Linked DNA regions of Mus musculus: region 2 is linked to region 1. The links are chromatin contacts, called in public HiChIP or PLAC-seq maps. All regions are on one chromosome and are shown on one strand. Each heading gives the region's core, a stretch centred on a gene start, on an enhancer-like site or on the middle of the called end of the contact. The rest is flanking DNA. Distances are from core to core; before and after follow the strand shown. Region 1 has its middle 200 kb from the start of Gm33029. Region 2 overlaps Tubgcp3 (tubulin, gamma complex associated protein 3).

Region 1 (3,945 bases), core at 950-3,449:
GCTAACTGGCTCCAGGGTCCATTCCTTCAAGTGGAGGTGACTTGTCCAAGGTTACTCTTTGCTGCTGGGTTGGAATGGGTGCTCCTCTGGTTGCCCACTCCTCATCTGCAGATCCTCAAGCATTCGGTTGGCACACAGTGGCACTGGGGCTGCTGCCCTGGATCTGTGGAGGGCAGAAGTGGTGGATGGAACCCAGTGCAGAATCCTCCTCTAAAGTTGTAAGTCAAGCCCAGTTCTCAGGAATTAGAAGGAGGATCAGAAAACCAAGGCCAGTCTTAGCTACATCATGAGTTCGAATCTAGCTTTGTCTCTATGAGACCTCCCCCCCACATCTCAAATAAACAAACAAAATAAACAAATAAATGATACTGTTCACCACTGAGTGCAGCCCTCCAAGTAGGGATATATCATCTTGAAAGATGCCCCAAGGTCTATGGCAGACTTACTGTCCTAAGTTCTTAGGCACAACAGGGAGATGGAGGAGAGAGAGCAAGGTGGGCAGCACCTGCCAACTTTTCCTTATTCCTCCCACAAGGCCAGTGCTGTTTTAGCTCCTCCCACAGGGGCGGGGCAGAGCTGGCTGCCCAATGGGTGCCTGCCTCCTACCATGACAAAGATCCTTTACTGAAGGTTTGGCCAACCTCCTTGCTGAGCATCGGTCTCCCAGTATGAGATTGGAACCCTGCAGTCAGGTCTGCCCAGGACTCTGCCTTGCATACATGCTGCTCTCCTTCTGGAAGGTTCTCCAGGAGCTAGGGAATAGAGCACTCTGAAGGAGACACCAGCGTCTGGGTCAATAGACCTGGGTACTAGTGAGCTTTTGTGGCTTTATGATTGGAGAGGCGAGTTGTTCTCTGAGGGCAGCTGAGATGTGCTCTAGGGCGTCACAGACACTTAGGGACATTGGGGGCTAGAAGACAATGGACAAGCTGCACAGACTCGCCTGTGTTCCATCTGCTTTAGGTCCATAAGTAGGGAAAGGGAAATGTTCAGGACAAAACAGCTGGCGGTTTGACAATGACTTTAGAACCTACATGTAAGAGATTGTAAGAAGAGGAAATTATGTTTTACCTGCAACAGCCCAGCCAACATAAATAAATAAAATCACACTTGCCAGCCAACATAAATAAATAAAATCACACTTGCACCCATGCAGCTGGAAAGCTGAAACACGCAATCAGAAGCTTGTTGCCAACAGTTTCTTAGACAGATCTCAGCCTGATTCCAGGAGAAAACCTGTAGTGATTTTAATAATTAAGGCATGATCAAATGTTTGTCCTTAATAATTAATGGAAAAATACCAGGATGAAAATTTAAGCTATTGCTCTATGTGGAGGTTCATGTTAAGACACGTATTTAACTCTCTGTCCTATGAGAAACAAGACAGAGGGCAGAATGCATGTGTGCAGGGCCTGAAGCAGGAGGCCCTGGAAGGAGTTGTGTGTTCAAGGTCCTTCTTTTTGTTCCCAGTCTGCAGGCCAAGCCCTCAAACCTAAGCTTGCAGGAATGCTTTGCACATGCGGTCTCTGATGGAGCAAGGGACTCCTGGCTTTGGATAGCAGACACTCTGTGATCCTCTGCAGTCCTTGGAACCCTAATCAGTTTCTGGGGTAGGAGTGCAGATGACAGAGGAAATACATGCATGTATATGTTTGTATGTGTGTCTGTGTGTCTGTGTGTCTGTGTGCCTGTGTGTCTGTGTGTCTGTAGAGCCAGACGCCAACAATGGGTGTCGTAGTCCCACTTTACCTTACTTTTTGAGACATGGTCTCTCACTGAACCAGGATTCAGCTAGACTGGCTAGCCAGCAAGCTCCAGGGAACCTCCTGTCTCTGCCTCCTCAATTCTGGGATTATAGGTACACCACTGCACCAAGTTTCCATGTGGGTATGGGGAGTTGAACTCAGATCCTCATGTCTGCGTGCTTTCCTTACAGCTATCTCCCCAGCCCCCAACCCTGGTCACTTTCTACAAAGGGGAAGTGTGCTAGTTGTGCTGTGTGCCAACTGTACTGTCTAAAGGTTCTCTGACATAAGCTCCATTTGAGGTCACACATTACCGCCTTTAGGTTGACAGTGAGGGTTTGTAGGTGGCATCAGCCTTTGCCACTACCTCAAATCCCAGCATGAGTCCTCAGAGCTCCACCCTGGTGCTCTCTGCTCCTGAAGCCCCAGTACTGCACCGTATCTGGGTGGTGACAGTGCTGGCCCTTCAGCAGCCTGCAGAGCAGCAAGCATCACTTATAAGATGCAGCACACACACACTCTTCGGGGCTGCAGTGTAGGGCCATGTGTAACGCAAACTAAGAAAAAGACACTTAAATAGGTGTCATTTGAGGCATAAAACAATCAGAAGGCTCTGCCGGATAATGAAGATTACACTGAATTGTGTAAACAGATCCGCAGCTTTCAGAGCGGCCGTGCTCTGCCAGGCAGCTTCCGCTTTCCCTTCAGCAGCAATTTCTTTACATCGTGCAAGTTTATTTTCAGCATTTGCCTTTTTATAGATCAAAACAGACCTCCAGGTAGTGCCTTTGGAGAAACACCCTTTCCGTCTCATCAGCAGATAGAGCTTGCTGGAAACTGAAGGGCCATGCTGCCCTCTTCCAGCGCCATCCAGAGAGTTCGGACTAGTGGCTGGCCGCAGTTTCTGTCTGATGCTGGGAGTTCTTGTGTTTCCCATGCCTCTCCCTTCCTTTCAAGTTATCTGTCTCCATTCTACATCCTCGTGCCTCTGGTATCAGTCGGAATTAGACAGGAAGTCCATTGTGTCATCTTCCTCTGCTGTGTGGCAGCATGCAGTGGCCTTGGACTTTGGAGGAAAGCCATGACAAAGCATAGTATGTTATAGACTAGGAGGAATGGATTGTAAGGAAGGGTGGAGGCAGCCATCTTCCACCTGTAAGTCCTTCCTTCAGTAGTGTCAGCAGAGTCAGAGGACCCCAGACTAGGTTCCAGGCACATGTACCCCTATCCTCCTGCTGGAAGGCATCAGGGCAGATCACAAGCTCCCCCTAATAACTTTGCCTCTCTCTCTCCTTGTCTCCTCCCTCCCCCCTCTCTCCTCCTATCTCTACAGCTGCTGTAGTTTACTGGGGAATGTGATCATGTGAGGTATTGAGTTTACTCCCTGGAAGGTCACACTTGACCACTGGGTCCTGTACATTTTCACAGATGTCTTGTTCTTGTCCTTTCTGAACTGAGTCTAATGTTCCCGATATAGAGCTGACCTATGTGCTACATCTGCTTGCAGCCACCAAGCTACCTCTGTGGGGTTGTGTTGCTGAGCTGAGTGGTGTCCCACTTTTCTACAACCCTAACCTGATTCTGTCCCCTTTCTCCAAGACCTGTGTATCTCCATTATATACTATATTACGTATCTCCATTGGATACTATATTGCAGGTCTCCATTGGATACTATATTGCAGGTCTCCATTGGATACTACACACACACACACACACACACACACACATACACGGATCTCCATTGGATACTACACACACACACACACACACACACATCTCCATTGGATACTACACACACACACACACACACACACACACATCTCCATTGGATACTACACACACACACACACACACACACACACACACACACACACATCTCCATTGGATACTATATTGGGGATCTCCACTGGATACTATATTGCCCTCCACCATGGGTCTCCTTCAGCTCTTGTCAGATAGATCTGCATCCATCCTTGGGTTTTTCTAAATCTCCATCCTAAGGGTGCTGCCCATCACATGCAGTAGACGCTCTAGAAACTCTTGCCTACCGTTGTGTAGTCAAGACACACACACCTCACAGGGCTTGTTGGGCTCATGCTCTGGCATCTCTCTGCCTCTAAGCTGACAGGACACAGTCATGCTCCTGCAGTAAGCAGACCAGAGGTGTGGCTACTGTTCCAGTGACTCTTTGGAGGTTAAT
Region 2 (3,945 bases), core at 506-3,005, 580 kb after region 1:
AAACGAGGAGTGTCAATGTATAAAATGTATTTTTTAAGCTAAAAGAAGTAAAAGCCCTTCAATCCTAAATTTGAATTGGAAATATCATAATAACTGAAGGGTTTTGAGAAGAACAGTGGGAAGGGAGTGGAGAGGAGCCATGAATTGCAGAAGGAAGGCCTCTGGGACTGCCCCGCCTAAGAGCAATATGACAGAGCGCAGAAGCCAGCCTCTACCGCACTGCACTCACGATGCTCAAGCCCTTTCCGAGCCGGCTCCACCTCTCACAGATGCAGTGGGCCCACACCTGAATGACTGCTGCACATTATTTTACCTTTTGCATTTAAATTTTGCAGGCGGTTCAGCTTTATAGCTCTCCCCAGACAATCAAGCATCTCTGAATGAAACACGCCAGATGACCTGAACTTAGTGTATATCTGTGTCCCTTCTGCTGCTGACCGGTGACATCTGGTGAGACCACCAGTGTGCACACAACTGCCACCATGCTAGTATCAGAAGAGCAAATCTTATTTGTTTGGTTGTTTGGTTGTTAATAGACAGGGTCTCACTACACCTCTGGTTGACCTGGAACTCACTGTGTGGACTCTGAGATCCGCCTGCCTCTGCCTCCTGAGTGCTGGGATTAGAGGTGTGCGCCACCACGGCCTGCCTAGAACTACACACTCCTAAAGGCTGGTTTCAGTAGGCTATTATATATAGTTGAACAGCTTTCTGGAAGGGTGACACTCAGGTCACACTGAGTATCATGATTACTTTACAAGTCACATCACAGATGACAACTCTTACCACAGAGACGGTAAGTGACAGCTACAGCACAATCCTGTGTCTGTCAGTCTCACACAGGCTGCTGGGCATGGATCAGGAGATTATGTGTGTGCAAATCCCACGGCTCTTCAGAATTACCCACAAACCACTGCAGTCAAGAGCTATCCCAATAGCACCAAAAGGAGACACTCCTGCTCCTGCCTGTGATATGCTGCTAGGCCCCTCACACAGACACTGTTACAGGAACACTACTCAAAAGTAAAACTAACCTCACTGTGCCAACTACACGACTTGCCTTTCATTACCCCAAGACCAGGCACCTAGAAAGAGCAGAGACCCAGGCTAGCAAGAGCAAGAAACCCCACCAACAGCCTGATCTGTCTGATGGATCTTATTAATTCCAGGACATTGGGAACACACAGAAATGTTCTAAGGAAACCTAGCTCATGTGAGTCACTAAACAAGCCAGCTTCCCGGTAGTGACAGCAGCAGCCGACTCTGAGGCTGCGGTAGAGACCCTGGGATACCACCACTGCTGGGGTTCTGAAGCTTGGCGACAGCAGTGAGGTGAGCACTCAGTCTGACAGCGCGCACAGCTTCCTCCGACTCACAGTAGGCTGCATGCTGCCTCAGTGTGGAGATTCAGCAGAAACGCTACTGCCACCGCTCATGGCGACTGGCCAGCCACGAGAAAACAGGAGTTAAAAACGTACCTCAATTTCACGCTGTTTCTTTTTCTCTTCAAACTGCAGACGCCTCTGCAGCTCCTCCAGAGCTGCTCTGTACATCACGTCCTGGGCATTCTGAAGTTCAATGATTTGGTCAAACACGGCTCTCAGTTGGTTTAAAAGCACCTGAAAAATCAGCATTTTAAATGAACAGAGCCTCAGATGCTAGTGAGGCATCTCTGCTTAAATATTCGTGTGCTTTGGGGTTGCCTCCTCTAAAGCTCGGGGAGACTGGAAGAGTGTGTGTGACTCAGAAGCCCTAAGAGTGGGCTGTCCTTAAGTAACATCTACTGCAAGTGTGAACTGAGGACACAGACATGCTAATACCACATAGGTGCTTTGTGTGTGCCTAGACCTGTGTACACACCTCCAGAGCCACACAGCAACACAAAAATGGACAAGCTCCTCCTAGTCCTTGCTTTGTGTGGAGATACCATGATCAAGGCAGCTCTTGAAGAGCCTAATGGGGTTTGCTTACAGTTTCTGAGCGTTAGGCCATGTCTACCATAGTGGGAAGCAGACATGCATGGACTGGAGCAGTGCTGAGAGCTTTACATCTGATCCCCAAGCAGAAGGCAGAGGGAGGAGACTGGGCCTAGTACCAGCTTTTTGAAACATCAAAGCCCACTCCCAGTGACACATCTCCTTCAACAAGGCCACACCTCCTAATCCTTCCCAAACTGTTCCACTAACTGGGGACCAAGTCTCTGAACATATAAGCCATCCTCAGTCAAAGTCCTGCCCTGTCCTGCTGAGATGTCAAGCAGCAAAAATGACAGCTGAGCTAACTCTGCACCCACGTGAGACTGGAGCCTTTGCTGAGCAACTCTGCGAGCACACTAACCTAAGAACACAGGGACTCGTGCAAAGTGCACAGTGCAATAGGGCCTTTAGCCTGCACAGCAGCGCAGGGAGACAGAAGGCCTGATCAGGTGATGCCGCTGCATGCCACAAGCCATGTGGCTCATGATGAATGCAGTCTCAAGCAAGTGTCCTGATCTCTGTCAGAATTTATTTTATGAAACATTAGAAAACAAAGAAAGGAGACAGTCCTGTTTAAATTTTAATATGGTTATAACTGCCTGGTTTATTTTTCTATTGTAGTCATGACAAGAACAACTTGTTTTTTGAGTACTACGTCCCTGAGCTTACTAACTGATACTTCTTTTGAGTGGAGCATGCACTGTGGGCTTCTTCAGTCTGCTCTGAGGGTCTGAGCTGCCCTTTCTACTGTGCTGCTCAGGGCTTTTTCCCTCAATGCTGCACAATCAAACGGAGATACACACATGTCTGCAACTGTCATTTCCCCACCTTAACTGGATCATGACAACTGACTTCCTCACAGTGTAAAAATATGAAAATACCACACTTAAAATTAATAAGTCCAAAACATTACTTTTTTACTGTTTTATATAATAGACTTCTTTCTTAGGAACAACTAATGACAAAATGTTCTGGAGCCAGTTGTGGCAGCTCATACCTATAATCTCAACACTGGAGGCTGAGGCAGGACAATCACAGATTCCAGGCTAGTCTGAGACCCTGTTTCTAAAGCAAGCAAACAACACCCAATCGGCTTACTGAACAGCTTAAGACACAACCTCAGGGCTAAGGGAGCCTAAGGCAGCGCTCCTTCAGTGAGGCTGGCTGGGGACCAACTCCAAACAACTAGTCCCTAGAACTACCTCCCTATAGGCAGAAGACTCTTTGGACTTTGCCACATCTACAGCTATTCTATAAATTCAAGAATTAGGGTGACTCAACTTGTCTCACACAGACATTTCCCATCTTCTATGAGCTCAGCCCCATGGTCAGCAGAGCCATAGAATGCAGGATGCCAGTGTGGGTGAAGTCCTTAGCAATTCCAACATTTGCTGAAGAGCAATACACCTGGTGACGTCCACACCTGTTTCCTTTGCAGAACGACATATAACCTGACTTCTACAGCTTGAAAAGAGCGGCAGCTGCATTTACGAGTTGGTTGCCATGGTGAATCATATAATTTAATTTCCACAAATTTACATTGTGCCTCTGAAAAGAGAACCCTGGATTCACAATGAGAGGCCACCATCTGCCTGAACATTGACTTTGACCCACAAATGGGTGCTTCATGTCTTAAGCACATTACAGAGAATGGCCAGGACCTGTGGGTACCATTATGCAGTCACCAGTATACTGATGCCATAAGAAATACTTCCATAACAAACATGCATGCCAGGTAACAGATGTGAAACCCACTGTACTATCAACCTCCGAGACTGGACTTAGTGGGAATAGTCAGCAGGACCCCAGATGACTTTAGAAGCCCATTTCACGAGTTACTAATTCTGTTCAAAGGATGTTAGCACTCTATTCCACCTCCTCTGCATCTAGAAAGCAAATTTCATTTAGAGTTATCTTTGATCACTAGATGTTCACATACACACACACACACACACACACACACACACGC

What was found. HiChIP or PLAC-seq counts read pairs in DNA pulled down with a chosen protein or histone mark.
Region 2: an H3K27ac HiChIP or PLAC-seq map of SST interneurons shows a contact between it and region 1, with 6 times the contacts expected there. The contact joins two enhancer-like sites. A contact is called at or near these places in 2 of 115 datasets of contacts at active chromatin or transcription factors (SST interneurons and large pre-B cells) and 1 of 9 other capture datasets (embryonic stem cells).

Annotation. Positions count from the first base shown.
Region 1 is chr8:12,039,127-12,043,071 of GRCm38.p6, forward strand. No RefSeq gene overlaps it. Among named protein-coding and RNA genes, the nearest start is that of Gm33029, 200 kb to the right of the region's middle. Within about 2 kb of position 2,200, at least 13 of the 459 cell types and tissues checked have an H3K27ac peak or open chromatin away from gene starts, as enhancers often do. A contact at or near this core is called in SST interneurons, where this site is marked.
Region 2 is chr8:12,620,321-12,624,265 of GRCm38.p6, forward strand. It overlaps Tubgcp3 (tubulin, gamma complex associated protein 3), which reads right to left. Exons shown (of 22, transcript NM_198031.1): 20 at 1,479-1,619. Among named protein-coding and RNA genes, the nearest start is that of Spaca7, 49 kb to the left of the region's middle. Within about 2 kb of position 1,756, at least 7 of the 459 cell types and tissues checked have an H3K27ac peak or open chromatin away from gene starts, as enhancers often do. A contact at or near this core is called in SST interneurons, where this site is marked.